2 separate regions of the Mus musculus genome follow, and region 2 is linked to region 1. A link is a contact called in public HiChIP or PLAC-seq data. All regions are on one chromosome and are shown on one strand. The core of a region is the stretch at or near the end of the contact, and the rest is flanking DNA. Distances in the headings are between cores, read along the strand shown.

Evidence for each region. HiChIP or PLAC-seq counts read pairs in DNA pulled down with a chosen protein or histone mark.
Region 2: an HNF4G HiChIP or PLAC-seq map of pancreatic cancer cells shows a contact between it and region 1. The contact joins the enhancer-like site here to the promoter of Glb1 in region 1. A contact is called at or near these places in 1 of 39 promoter capture datasets (neural stem cells), 1 of 484 Hi-C or Micro-C datasets (embryonic stem cells), 12 of 115 datasets of contacts at active chromatin or transcription factors (the SCID.adh cell line, bone marrow-derived macrophages, embryonic stem cells and 6 more) and 3 of 9 other capture datasets (adipose tissue, liver and pancreatic islet).

Annotation. Positions count from the first base shown.
Region 1 is chr9:114,397,142-114,404,028 of GRCm38.p6, forward strand. Glb1 (galactosidase, beta 1) reads left to right here and starts at 3,937. Exons shown (of 16, transcript NM_009752.2): 1 at 3,937-4,128. The coding sequence starts at 4,051. It overlaps Tmppe (transmembrane protein with metallophosphoesterase domain), which reads left to right and starts at 3,954. Exons shown (of 2, transcript NM_001200002.1): 1 at 3,954-4,128.
Region 2 is chr9:114,524,631-114,531,517 of GRCm38.p6, forward strand. Trim71 (tripartite motif-containing 71) reads right to left here. Exons shown (of 4, transcript NM_001042503.2): 2 at 324-491. Among named protein-coding and RNA genes, the nearest start is that of Ccr4, 32 kb to the left of the region's middle. Within about 2 kb of position 2,706, at least 153 of the 459 cell types and tissues checked have an H3K27ac peak or open chromatin away from gene starts, as enhancers often do. A contact at or near this core is called in adipose tissue, embryonic stem cells, epiblast stem cells and 6 more, where this site is marked.

The DNA.
Region 1 (6,887 bases), core at 2,687-5,186:
TCGATCAGTCTTGGGGTGCGGCATTCATTAAGCCACCCCTATTTGGCTGAGATCAGTATCAGCGGTTTGTGTGGTGATTCCCAGACCCCATCACAGTGGCTGCCATCACGATTGATAAAGATTAGATTTGAACAGGAGAGATCTCCTGAATAAGGAGAGGTGATAGTTCATCAGACAGCTTGGTCATTCAGTCCAAACTAACTTATAAAGACTAACAAATGCCTTTCATTTGGTCAAGCATGAAAAAAAATGAAATTAAAAAATCAGATTTTTGAATGATATTTACTAAAGGCAACTTGCCTTACTGGCATGAAATAAAAGATGGGTTTTCTTAAACCATGTTTCTTGATTCAATGTTAGAATGTTAGATTGTAGATTGCCGTGTGACCCAGGCCACCTTGGACATCAGCTTTTGAGTTTTCACTATAAAGGATATGTTTGTTGTTTAGTATCAAAAACACCGTTAAGAGACTTAGAATATTTTAAGTAAATTCAAAGGGTTATTACAATTCCAACTTGTTTTCTAAATCTCTAAGAGTTGGAGTGATTTGGAACTAAGATAAAATATTTGAGCAGAGCAGTGATAGCCATGCCTTTATCCCCAGGAGAGACAGGTGGATCGCTATAAGTTAGTTGTTTTCTAAATCCAAGAGTTACAGTGAACCAGGTGGTGGTGGTGTAGGCCTTTAATCCCACCATCCAGGGACAAAATTCAAATATGGACCCTAATGAGTATGTTTGTACACTAGAGAAATCACATATCATATTTACAGCTTATAACCCTCTACAGGGTTACTAGAAATGCAGCTAATACCCAATGGGGACAGGGACAAAGAGCAGCTTCTGTGACTGCTGCTAAGCTCCTCTCTGTCATGCAACTCTGACCAGTACTGAGCCAGATGATACCCTGATTATGAGTATCATATTTATTGGTGACTTAGCAACTGGGGACATGTCTTCACAAAGCAAAAAGGAGTCCACCAACATTTGCCTGTTGACTTCTAATGCAAATGCTTTCCATATATGGAAAATAAATATTCTGTCTTTAAGAAACAAATCTGGACATTTTACTACGCGGCGTGGAGAACCTTATACTCAGTCGGTGCCAACCACTCTGTGGTCATAAGGGTGGGTCTGCCAATGATGGATTGGATCTGTTTGAAGGTAGAGTCCTTTGAAGGCTTAGCTATGGAAAGGGAGGTATTACAGTGGGACTGGTACCTATGTGAATTCTTCATGACCAGGATGTGGTAGCAAAGGGTCTACACCTTCCTGCACAGAGAAAATAGCTCATATGCTTATATTCCCGACCGTAAATTGCTCATCCCTCCCCAGAAAGAGGCACCTATTGAACTGTGGGGACCAATGGAATGATCACAACATTTGGCTAATGCGCTATTTAGTGATGTTTCATCAACCACTGATGAAACCAAAACTTATGGAAAGTGGCAGCCTGTAGACCGGGGGATGGAATGGCCATCACTGAGGAAGGACCACAAAATCAGTGCAGCACTATTGCCTGTAAGACAAACCACTAGGAAAGCAAAGGGAAGATGTCTGTCTTCTCTAATTCATGTGCAATGGTATAGCAGCTATACGGCCATCAAAACGGAAAACCACTAACTGATGGATAAATGGCAAAGATATCTGGTCCTGGTTGTTGGGGGACGGAGGGACAGAAATGGAAGCAGGAAAACCTAACAAACTTAGCAAAGATATCAAATTATGTGTAGCCCATACAGGCAAGAGAGTCAAAATGTCCAAAAATAATGAAACAGTGTAGAAACATCCCCTGTGTGGAAATTTACTAGAGGACACATCAGGTCTAGAGATGTCTATCTAGAGTGGCATGTAACCCAGGCTAGCCTCTTATTTGTGGAAATCCTTCTGCCTCCCCCTATAGAGCATTAATGATTACAGGTGAAAGCCACCACACCACAGTGGCTTAGACCACCAAAGACAGAGCTAAAATGTCATGGACAAACTGGAGATCCAGGTGAGAAGATGACAGGAGTTCATTTAGAATCCAGTGAAGGAGTTAGTCTGTCAATAACCTAATTTAACTACATGTTCTACCTATCAAAACACACTGTGAGAGTGGACAAGGCAGTATACACCTCCCATCTTAGCATCTAGGAGGCAGAGGCAGGCAAGTTCTCTGTTTCACATAGAATCTCAGGGCAGCCAGAGCTGCATAATAAAGGCCCTGTTTTATAGAACTAAAACAACCACTGAACCATAGTAAGTTCAAGGACAGCCTTGAGATCCTGTTTTTTAAAAAAATTCAAATTTTGGGCTGGGCGTGATGGTACACACCTTTAATCCCAGCACTTGGGAGTCAGAGGCAGGCAAATTTGAGTTCAAGGCCAGACTGGTCTACAGAGTGAGTTCCAGGACAGCCAGGGCTACGCAGAAAAACCCTGTCTCGAAAAACCAAAAAAAAAAAACCAAAAAAAAAAACAGCTTTATTTAGGATATTTATTTGTATATTAGTATATATGACCCCGTGTGTGAATGCCCACATGTGTGTATGTGCGCCATGGTGTACATGTGGAGGTCAGAGAATGATATCTGGTGTGTGTCCTGCTCTGAGGCCGTTTGTCCTACTGTTCTCCTTTGCATAACCCAGGCTACCTGGCCCCAGAGTTCAGGATTCGCCCATCTCACTGTAGGAGTGCTGCGCTGTGCAGGTTCTGAGAGTACTCACTCCCGCCTCCCTCTCACATCGTCGTGCCCCACCCGTATCCCCACCCCAAACCCTCTATCACTAAAAACAACTACCAGCCCAGTCTTCAGGCTATCTTCTAGAGTTCCAGGCCAGCTAAAGATACACAGTGAGGCCGGGCGTGGTGGCGCACGCCTTTAATCCCAGCACTTGGGAGGCAGAGGCAGGCGGATTTCTGAGTTTGAGGCCAGCCTGGTCTACAAAGTGAGTTCCAGGACAGCCAGAGCTACACAGAGAAACCCTGTCTCAAAAATCCAGAAAAAAAAAAGATACACAGTGAGAAGCTGCCTCAGAAAAACAAACAGAAAGAAAGAAGGAGAGAGAGAGAGAGAGAAGGAAAGAAAGAAAGAAAGAAAGAAAGAAAGAAAGAAAGAAAGAAAGAAAGAAAGAAAGAAAGGAAGAAAGAAAGAAAGAAAGAAAAAGGGGATTTAGGGGTGTGGCCCAATAGTAGAGTACTTGCCTAGAATTAATGAGGACCTGAGACTCACCGATAGCATTGCAAAAAGTAAGTGAAATAAATAAATAAATAAATAAATGAGATAATGCCTAAAATAAATGAATATTGTTATTGACTACAACTCATTAAAGCTGGGAAAATCTCATGTATATTTAAGTCAACGTCAACTAAAGCAGAGGTGATGACCCATGGCTATACTTCCAGCATTCAGGAGGCAGTAGGCGGAAGATCAGAAGTTGCCAGAGGGAAGGGCTACTGTTCTCATTAAAAATCAGGGCACTTCAAAATAACTTGGCCATAGCTGAGTCACACTTAGAATTCCTCTGTAACCTACTACAGTGCTTCTTCACCTTTGCTTTCACTGAACCTCGGAGCTGGGTCCGGGTCTAGGACTTCAGGGTTTCTGGGCTGGGGCCCAGAGTCTGCATTTCCATGTTTAAGTCTCGTTGGCCTGTGGACCACACCTTGTGAATGTTAGACCACGTGCTAGGGAGAGTTTTAGGGGCTAGGCTTCTAAGGCCAGAGCACTGAGGACTGACTGGCTGGTTTCCTCTTCCCTGCTCAGTTCTTTTCTGGCAGCCGGGACAGGCTGAAGGCCCCTGTGAATGGCCAGCCCCTGAACTTCATCATTGCTCATTCAGGGGTGCCGCCATTCCGGAAGGAAACACAGTTGTGGGAGATGCATAGACCACAGCTGCTTCTGAGTCACGTGGCCTACAGAGGCTGGACCTCCACTCGCAGCACAGAGCCTCGGGGCGGGGCGGAGCTGGGGGCGGGTCCTGGCATAGGGTCCTCAACAACCCCCGGAGGTGCAGCGGCTGGCCAGAGCGCCCACTGCCTAACGGAGAGACCCCATCGTGGCGCGATCATGCTCCGGGTCCCCCTGTGTACGCCGCTCCCGCTCCTGGCACTGCTGCAACTGCTGGGCGCTGCGCACGGCATCTATGTAAGTCTCCGGTGCCACCGCGCGGGGACGCTCCGCCGCTGGGAAGCGGGCAGAGGCCGAGGAAAGCCGCGGCTCTGCAAAGTCGGGATCCGGGTTACCCTCGATCACCCGCTCAGAGCAGGCAGGCCGCCGAGGCGCAGGCAGTGGTCGGGCCTCCCGTAGGAGGCGGGCCGGACGGGCGGGGCGCGCGTCCTTCCTGGTTGCTGGCGCGCGTGGGTTCCGCTGCGGCGGTCCCGTGTGCACGGACCTGCTTCCCGGTTTGTGCAGCGCGGTCGGGGGCTAGCTGAGGTGCGCCTGAGTCTTTCCAGCTTCGGTTTCTGGGGAGAGGGGTCCAGGCTGCGCGGGGCTGCTAGAGGGCTCCGCGGGCAGTGGCGTGGGGCGCGATCCTTGCGGAGTTCGGGCTTCATGGAACGCTCCGGAAGGAGAAAAAATGGGGTCAGGAGTGGCTCCTGCAGTGGGGTCACAGGAATATTCGCTTTCAGAGACTTCTCCCTTTTCAAACATACTGTTCATGTTTCTCGCTAGCCACCTGCTGGCTGCTTTTAGTTTGAGGTGTGCATCGCCTTGTTTGTTGGAAGCCTTTTTCTTCTTTTAGGGTTTGGCGGTGCGGGAGGAGGGTGGGAAGAGGCCAAGTGCTACAGGCGAGGTCTGGGTGGCAGGGCAGTGGCTGAGGCGCGTGGGACACGCACCTGGGGAGGTCTGCACCGAACCTGCGAAGGGGACAGGGCGTGGTGGAACGGGGCTCCTACTCATTTGCACTTTGAGCGAGTCACCTTGGGGCCCTCCAGATGGACTGAGTCGGGTAAGTTCAAGTACTTGGTAGTAGACTTTGAACCTTGTAGACTTGTAAAAATTACACTCTTGGAAATGGCACACGTTTATCTAAAACCAGAGTTGAAACTTGTTTAAGTTTCTGGAAAACAGTTGCTGAAAATGCTTTCGATTAAGGAGAACGAAAATTTAGTGCCGGCTGCTCCGTCAGAGCTTGAGGTCTTGAGAACCAGTGGGCAGAGGCTCCAACAGGTAGGGGAAAGGAACCCATATATCTGGAGTGTCAGGATGGGCAGGAAGAGATAAGGATTTATGGAGGTGTCACCAGTCTGATGTAAGTCACCAGGCAAGAAATTGAGGTGCCCTGTGAGAGCCGAACCCTGAGACGCTGCTTTGTGATCTCCGCGGGAATTCTTAATTATGTAGCTATCCCTCTTGAGCAGTTAGATTAGAGCCAAGAAATTCCAGCCAACTGGCTTTCAGTTATTTTTGTTTGTTTGCATCTGCAACGTTAACTCTCAAACTTCAGACCTAGATTAAAAATTAAAGCCGGGTGGTGGTGGTACACACCTTTAATCCCAGCACTCGGGAGGCAGAGGCAGGCAGATTTCTGAGTTCGAGGCCAGCCTGGTCTACAGAGTGAGTTCCAGGACAGCTAGGGCTACACAGAGAAACCCTGTCTCTAAAAACAAAACAGAACAAAACAAAAAAAAATAAAATGTGTGTGTGGGGTTGTTTAGTTTTGGGGGGGGAGTTGGTTTTGTTTTTTTTTCCTTTTTCAAGACAGGGTTTCTCTTTGTAGCCCTGGTTGTCCTGGAACTCACTCTGTAGAGCAGGCTGGCCTGGAAGTCAGAGATTCTCCTGCCTCCACCTCCTCCTCCTCTCCCTCCTCCTTCTGTTGTTGTTGTTGTTAGATTTATTTATTTTTCTATGTGACTATACTGTAGCTATCTTCAGACACACCAGAAGAGGACATTGGGTCCCATTACAGATGGTTGTGAGCCACCATGTGGGTGCTGGGAATTAAACTCAGGACCTCTGAAAGAACAGTCCATATTTTTAGCTGATAAGCCATCTCTCCAGTCCCCTCCTGCCAAACCGATTGCACATTAACAAGCAATACACTTGTATGAAGATATGTCTCTCCGTTTTGGGCTAGAGCTGTAATTACTTTAAGAGAAGTCTATTCTTTTGAGTTTGGTTTTTTTTTTGTTTTTTTTTTAAAAGATTTATTTATTTATTATATGTAAGTACACTGTAGCTGTCTTCAGACACTCCAGAAGAGGGAGTCAGATCTCATTAAGGATGGTTGTGAGCCACCATGTGGTTGCTGGGATTTGAACTCCGGACCTTCGGAAGAGCAGTCGGGTGCTCTTACCCACTGAGCCATCTCACCAGCCCCTTTTGTTTTTAATGAGAAGTTCTCATGAACCCTGGCTGGCCTCAAACTTGGTATGTAATCAAACATAGCCTTGGACTTTTGACGATTCTGCCTTTACCTCCTGGGGGCTGGGAGGACCTGGGTGCACCACCATGCCCTGTTTCTGTGGTGCTGAGAGTGGAACCCGGGCTTTGTTCATGCTAGGTCCTCTACAAATTGAGCTACATCCCCAGGCCCAGAAATCAGAATCTTACGTTGCCGTTTGCAATCTGCAGTCAACTCAGATTTTGTTGTTTTTGGAAAACTGTATTATCCACGCACTGGAAGTGTGAAAGTGAGGTTTTACTGTTACATGTTTACATGTAATGACATTTGCAACGGTGCTTTGCTGTTGTTACGAAAACAGTTTTGACTCATGAGAGACTTTCCCCAGACGATATGCTAACATCTGATCACTTAGAATAATAACTTTCCTATTATTAAAAAAAAAGAAAGAAAGAAAACAGACTGGGGACGGGGGCCACTCGAGAAGCAGAAGCGGGAGTCTCAGCCGGGGCTACACAGAGAAACCCTGTCTCAAAAAAAAGGGAGGGGGGAGAATGAGAAT
Region 2 (6,887 bases), core at 1,456-3,955, 130 kb after region 1:
AATGCCCTGTGTTCAGGACTCAGCCTTCAATTAGTCAATCTGTGCACCAAATACCCAAACGGCTAAAGAAGATGAAGTGTCCATGCTCTCTACTGTCTCAACAAAAACCAATGCTTGCTAGCTTCAGGGAAAAGCTGAAACAACCAGCAAAGTAACCCAGTAACTCGCAGCATCCTCTGGACACTGCTAGGAGCCCTAGAGACCTCAGTAGCCGGGGTGTCAAGCCCTTCTTGTCTTTAGTCTCCAGTCCATGAGTCCAGGCAGTTCGTCTGCCTACCCACCTTCCACAAGAGAGGTCTGAGTCAATGAGATAGGTGACTGACCTGGAGAGCCTGGCGGCCCTGCTGGGCATCAGCCAGCAGCTGGATGGTGAGTGCCCGAGAGTCCTGCAGGGCATCCTGGAGGTAGGCGAAGCTGTGGCCACCGTGGCGGCCCAGCGTGCACTCTCTGCAGATGGGGACAGAGCAGGTGTCACAGTAGAGATGCAGGACCTGTGGACCAGAGAGACGGGTGTGAACAGAGTGGAGACAGCCCAGTCCTCCTCCAAACAGTGTGTACCCCTCCCCCCTCAAGACAGGCAGAACTGTCACAATCGTTACCCACTGTCCTCCCCTGCATGTCCGATGCCTCAAACCCAGGTGCCGTACATATCCCATTCCAGCCTGAGTCAGATCACAACCCAGACACACAGAGTCAGAGATCATAGAGACAGTCTAGGGGGCTTAAGCAGGGAGGAGTTCCTGTGTCTCAACAGATCTAGAAAGTTCTATGGTTCTCTGCTCTGGGATTGGCGGTCTGTGGTCACGCTGTATGTGAAGCAAGGTCAAGAAGCAGTACGGTGAGCCGGGCGTGGCGGCTCACGTCTTTAATCCCAGCACTCGGGAGGCAGAGGCAGGCAGATTTCTGAGTTCGAGGCCAACCTGGTCTACAAAGTGAGTTCCAGGACAGCCAGGACTACACAGAGAAACCCTGTCTCGAAAAACGGGGGGGGGGGGGGGGGGGGGGGCGCGCAGTACAGTACTTCCCAGCCCTCCCTCCATCAGGCGGCCAGTCTATCTCCTGGGCACTCCAGCATCTATGGGAGGAAGCATCCGGAACTAAGGCCAAATGCTAACAGTAAGGTCAGCCTGCCCAAGTGAACAGCTTCCTTAAGAGCCCATGAGCTGGGGGAGAGAAGGGCTGGACACCCCTCACCTGCTGACAGGCAAGAGGCTCTCGGGAGAGAGGGCTCAGCATGGAAACCAGCCATGCTCCTCCCTCAGTTACTGTCTCTTGGATTGATTTCACGAGCAGCTGGGGGCGAGGGGAAAGCTGCCACAGGGACACGAGGAATCAATGTGTAAGCTGGATTCCTTGCCACCGGCAGCAACACATTTAAATCTCCACATGAGGACAGGAGGTGTGGGGGGGGGGGCCCTCTCAGAACCACACAGCAGGGGCGCTCCAAGCCTAGCTCAGGGCTGGCTACCCCACCCACAACAAAACACTTCAAGAGTCTTGGACCCAGTAGCCAGGAAAAGATGGGAGACAGCTTTGAAGGCTGAAGGAGGGAGGGGCTAACAGAAAACAATTTAGACAGAGATCCCCAGAGTGGAGCTGGGAAGACCCACAGTGAGGGGAATGCTGTTTCCTGTGCCGGTTTGTCCCCCTCGCGGGTGATTTGAGGGGTGACATGTGCTGTGCTGTCCCACTAGGGCCTGTAAGTTACTGGTAATTTATCCTGCATCCAGAGATAGGCGATTTGGGAATACCTTTTTTTTTTTTTTTTAAATCTCACAGAGAAATGGATCAGATCTTTTGTTGGGTCTGCACAAGGAAACGTGACTGAGTAACCAATTTTAATCACTTTTTAGCCAACACTGTAGACTAAAGCCTTCAGCAGCAGCAACCACTTTTAAAGTAAGTCTATCCTGTCAGACTCAGGGAGAGAATCCCAAATAACCAGCAAGACGACGCTCGGCTCAATGAATCTGGAGCAATCCCTAGTAAGTTTCCATGTGGGGATAGAGCGAATCTACTGGGCTAGGCAATCCTGCCACATTCCCTCCCTCAGCCCCCTCCCCCTCCCCCTCCTAAGGGAAGAAAGGAATAACCCTCCCCCCCCTTAACCTCCCTGCCGCCGCCAGCCGCTCCCCCAAAGGGCTGTGTGGAAACCTCCCACCAGAAGGTGCAGTTTACACTGAAATAGTGGACTCAGGCACCCTTGCTTTCTCCAGATGTAGTGAAAGCAACTGACTCTCCGAGACCAGAGGTCAGCACACCCCAGGCTCCTGAGCCAGGACACCTGTCCAGTGACTTCCTCTGCCTGCCTTGAACCTCCCTCTAAACTGGGAAACAAATGGGGTCTGACTTGCTACCTCAGGAGACCCTTTCCAGCCTTCAAAATCTCAGGAGCCGGCCTGTCTGGGGACGGACAACAGGAAGCAAAAAGCTTCCAGGTAATTCTGGGCTGAGATAAGAAACTGGGCTCCAAACTGAAACTGTCCAAACGTTAGGAAACTCCCAGACCTTTAGGCCTGGTGGACCCTGCAACGGGGCTTCCGTGATGCCAGGCACAGGAGATCCCCTGAGGCCTCAGAGTAAGCCCCGAGGAAGCACTCTGCAAATATGGGAAAGAAATCCCGGCCAGAGCAGGCGGTGGTGTCAGAACAGCCCAGATGCTTCTTAAATGAGTCAAAGGGTGTCTGCCATGAAACGTGGCCCGGACTCGGGTCACGACGGATGGGAGCCAAGTCCGGATGCGCTGTGAATGCAGACAAGCTGGGCTGAGGAGGGGCGGTGGCACCCAAGTGGCGAGGAATAAAACCTACATACAGATGCATACAACAGCCTCCTCGTGCTCATAACTAGGAAACTACAATTTTAAAATGCATTTTTAAATCGTTACGTTTTAAATCAAAACTTAAGACCATGCAACTTTAGGGTGGCAAAACCATAAAATAAGAACAATTTTAAGTCTTCTAGTTATGGATTGGAGTTATATTTTTAGACTATCTCACACTTATCTACCTGCCATTTCTAAGACTAGGGAGGTAGAATTTTAGAACTACATATATTCAATGAATGAGGAAGGTCGCTCCGAAAATCGATCAACAGTTACAGTTGGATGATCAGTTGCGACTGGCGGCTCAGGAGAGGACTTGGGGATTTGAGGTGCTGCCTGCCAAGCAAGGCCATGGGTGTCTGATCCCAGGACCCACATGTGGGCAGAACAGACTCCACCAAGTCTCCATACAACCTACCCCTAAACCAAAAAATGTAATTTAAAAATAAACGGGGGTGGGGGACTTTTGGTATAGCATTGGAAATGTAAATGAGTTAAATACCTAATAAAAAATGGAAAAAAAAATAAACGGGGGGCAGGGGATCCTTATTAAGAAAAATGGAACAGAGTATACAGATAAGAGCCTGTGCCCCCACCCCGCAAAAGTGGCAGCCACTACAGGGAAGCAGAAAGGGAAGGGGTGGAGTCCGCTGGTGGCAGAAATTCCAGGGCCTACGTGCCGCCTGTTTGGGGCTACCCCGGCAGATGCATGGACACGCCCCCTCGAGCCTGGCGACAATCTGGCTGCTCTAGCTAAATGGAGCTAGCCTGACCTCTGACCCTCCAAGTGACCACCCCCTTCCCTGCCCCCAGCTTCTAGAACGTCCCACCTCTCCCAGCCTTCCTCTCCCAAAATTTCTAAAATACCAAGCAGAGACAAAGACCAAGGAATGTGGGCCCAGCAGGAAAGGAACGGGGGTGGAGTGGAATGGGGAGTGGGGGTGGGGAAGACTAAAGAAAATAAATAAATAACAACACAAGGTAGGCAGGCAGGCCTATGTACCTCCTGAAATAAAATGCTTTGTTGGTGAACACACACACACACACACACACACACACACACACACACACACACGATTTTTTCAGTCCTCCATCCGGCTCAAGCCGGGACACACATATTGGAGGACATGTTGGGGAAACAGGAGCAATGGTTCTAAGCCCAGGGACCCTCATCAGCGAGGAATATTAAATACAGGGGGAAAGCCCAAAAGCCGTGATCGCCACGTAATCTCAAGTTTGTCAAAATGTCTCGACTGAAGTACATTATCAACCTCTGTTTATCGTTTACTTATTTAAAACTTTTTAAGTCTGTTTCTCCTTCAATGTCACTTGGTCTCTCACAAAGGAAGGCTCAGGCACACACTGGCCATCGGCCAACCTTCCCAATCCATGCGCTCTGTGTGTTGCACACGTGCCAGAGACTTGCTTCAAAAATCATAAACCAAGCTCGGGAGCCAAGAAAACCATCAGCTAAATAAAGAACATCAGAACCAGGGCTCGGCGGTTCAGAACACCGACTGCTCTTCCTGAGGTCCTGAGTTCAAATCCCAGCAACCACATGGTGGCTCACAACCATCTGTAATGAGATCTGGTGCCCTCTTCTGGTGTGTGTCTAAAGTCAGCTAGAGTGTACTCCTATAAATAAAAATAAATAAATCTTTTAAAACAAAAACAAAACAAAAACAAAAGGACCATCAGACCCGGGCTTTATGGCCTGGCTGCTGTGGATCAGTGGGTGAAGGTGCTGCTGCCAAGCCTGGCAACTGGCAGCTCAGAGAGCCACTAGCTCCAACCTTTCTCTGGGTACACACACAACAAGTAACAACTCAAGGGAAAGCTAGGACTCCAAACCAAACAGTAAACAAGCCCTCAGCAGAAGCCTATGCCTAGGACCCCACAACCGGGAGGCCTGGGGAGCCAGAAGAAAACCATTTAGAGTTCTTTGGCAGAAAGAGAAGGGCGATTCACAAACTTTTAAAGATAGGTGAGGTTTAGTTAGTCCCAGCCCTTGGATAGACAAGAGGCTGGAAGATGTGAGTTTGGGGCTAGCCTAGTCTACATAGCAAGTTCCAAGGTTAGAGACTGTCTCAAAAATAAATAAATAAATAAATAAATAAATAAATAAAGTGTGTTTGCTCAGAACCAGTAAACTAATGCTCAAACTCAGAGATCCACCTGCCTCTGCCTCCCAAATGCTGGGATTAGAGGCACCTGTCACCCCTGGCTGAGACCAATTTTTTCAAACATTTAAAAAAAAAAAAAAAAAAAAAAAAACTTCCCACCTGCTGCTTGATACCAGAGTATCCTGTATTCTGCGTGCACTGCAATGTTTTGGTAGAGCGCTGAGAATGGAATCCAGGGAGGGCCTTGCATATATATGATACACAAGCTCCCTCCTGCTGCTGGCCTACAGCCCCAACTGTGACCAGAAATATTTAGCTTGTTTTTGTGGTTGAAAAAGCCTCACACTGTAGCCAGGACTGGCCTGAAACTTGCATCCTTCTGTTTCAGTCTCCCAGATACTGAGATTGCTGGCAAATATCCTCCTGAACGTTCTGGGACACTCCACTCCATCACGGCTAAATAGTCGCAGGGCGTGGCCATATGAGCAAATCACAGGTAACGTAACCAGTACCTGGTGTGAGGAGGCGTGGAATGGAGAAACTGCAGTGGTGAAGATCCAATCCCACTCTCCCAAAATACTGAACAAATTTGTTTATTTCTGGGGTGGGAGTGAGACAGGGTCTCTCCCCGTACTCCTGGAACTTAGGAACTTATTATGTAGACTAGGCTAGCCTCAAACTCACAGGAGTGCTGGGATGTGCCACCATGCACAGCCCCAAATTCCTTTACACGAATCTTGAGCGTTTTATAAATACAAAGCGGAGATGCTGCCTGCCACCAGCTCCTGACCTGAGTTTGAATCCTTGAAAATAGGTGGTAGGAACAGAAGTGACTGCCTCGCCTCCCACAGGGTGTACTTGGGTCTCTGACATGGTGTGTACTGTGGCACATGCTACGCCTTACATAGATGCACGTGCAACTTAAAATATAAAAACAACCCTGTTGATCTCCAGCAACACGCAAGCATACAGCTGTAGTGGTAGCCCAGGGTCAGTGGAGGCAAGATGATCCGCAGTCCAAGGTCACCCTCAGCTACCTGGCCAAGTTATTTACAGGCCAGCCTAGGGTACGTGAACCTTTGTCTCACAAATAAAGACGGTTCAAGCATGGTTCCAGCAGTCAGAAGACAAGAGGCAGGTTGAGGCCAGCCTGGTCTACATACTGAGTCCCCAACCAGCCAGAGTTACACTGTGAGACCTCTTCTCATGAAAATCAAAACCACCACTAAAAAGCCTCTGCATCGGCTACTCGCCGAGTCAACTACAGAGATGAATCTAAAAACCATTCCTCTTCGTGGCGAGAAAAGGCTGGGACCCAGAGGACGGAGAGCAAACCCAGCCCTCGGGGACTTGCTCCGTTATGATGGACATGCCTCAGCGCTCCAGGGCGGAGGGGAGTCACACAGGTATGTAATCAGAGCTCACAAGCATCCCCAACGCCAGCTCCAGGGGATCCAATGCCCTCTTCTGACCTCAGCAGGCACCAGGCACGCACATGCTGTGCAGACATGCATGCAAGCAAAAGACTCATTCAAATAAAAATTCATCAATCCAAAAAAATTAGAAACAAAAGCAAACCCAAAAGACCTCAAACTGTACACTTATACCTCAATCCAGCAGTGCTCAAAACCAGACTCCCCCTGTGGAACTCTTCCTAATAAGGAGCCCCTAAATGAGTTAGCTTTGGTGGCCCCACACAATCTACTTCTCTGGGGTACCACAGTCCTTCCCACAATCTCCCATTAGCTGTTACTACTTCTATCTTAAGTTCTATCTCACAGGAGTCGAGCGAGGACCAACTCCCTGGAGGTTTGGGAGGGGAAAAAAATTAGACTCTCCAGTCCGATTTACAGCACCCCTGGCCAGGGGGTCACACAAAGTCTATGAAATCATTAGTGACCCAGCTGCCGCCCAGCGCGAATCTGACCTCTGGTGTTCTA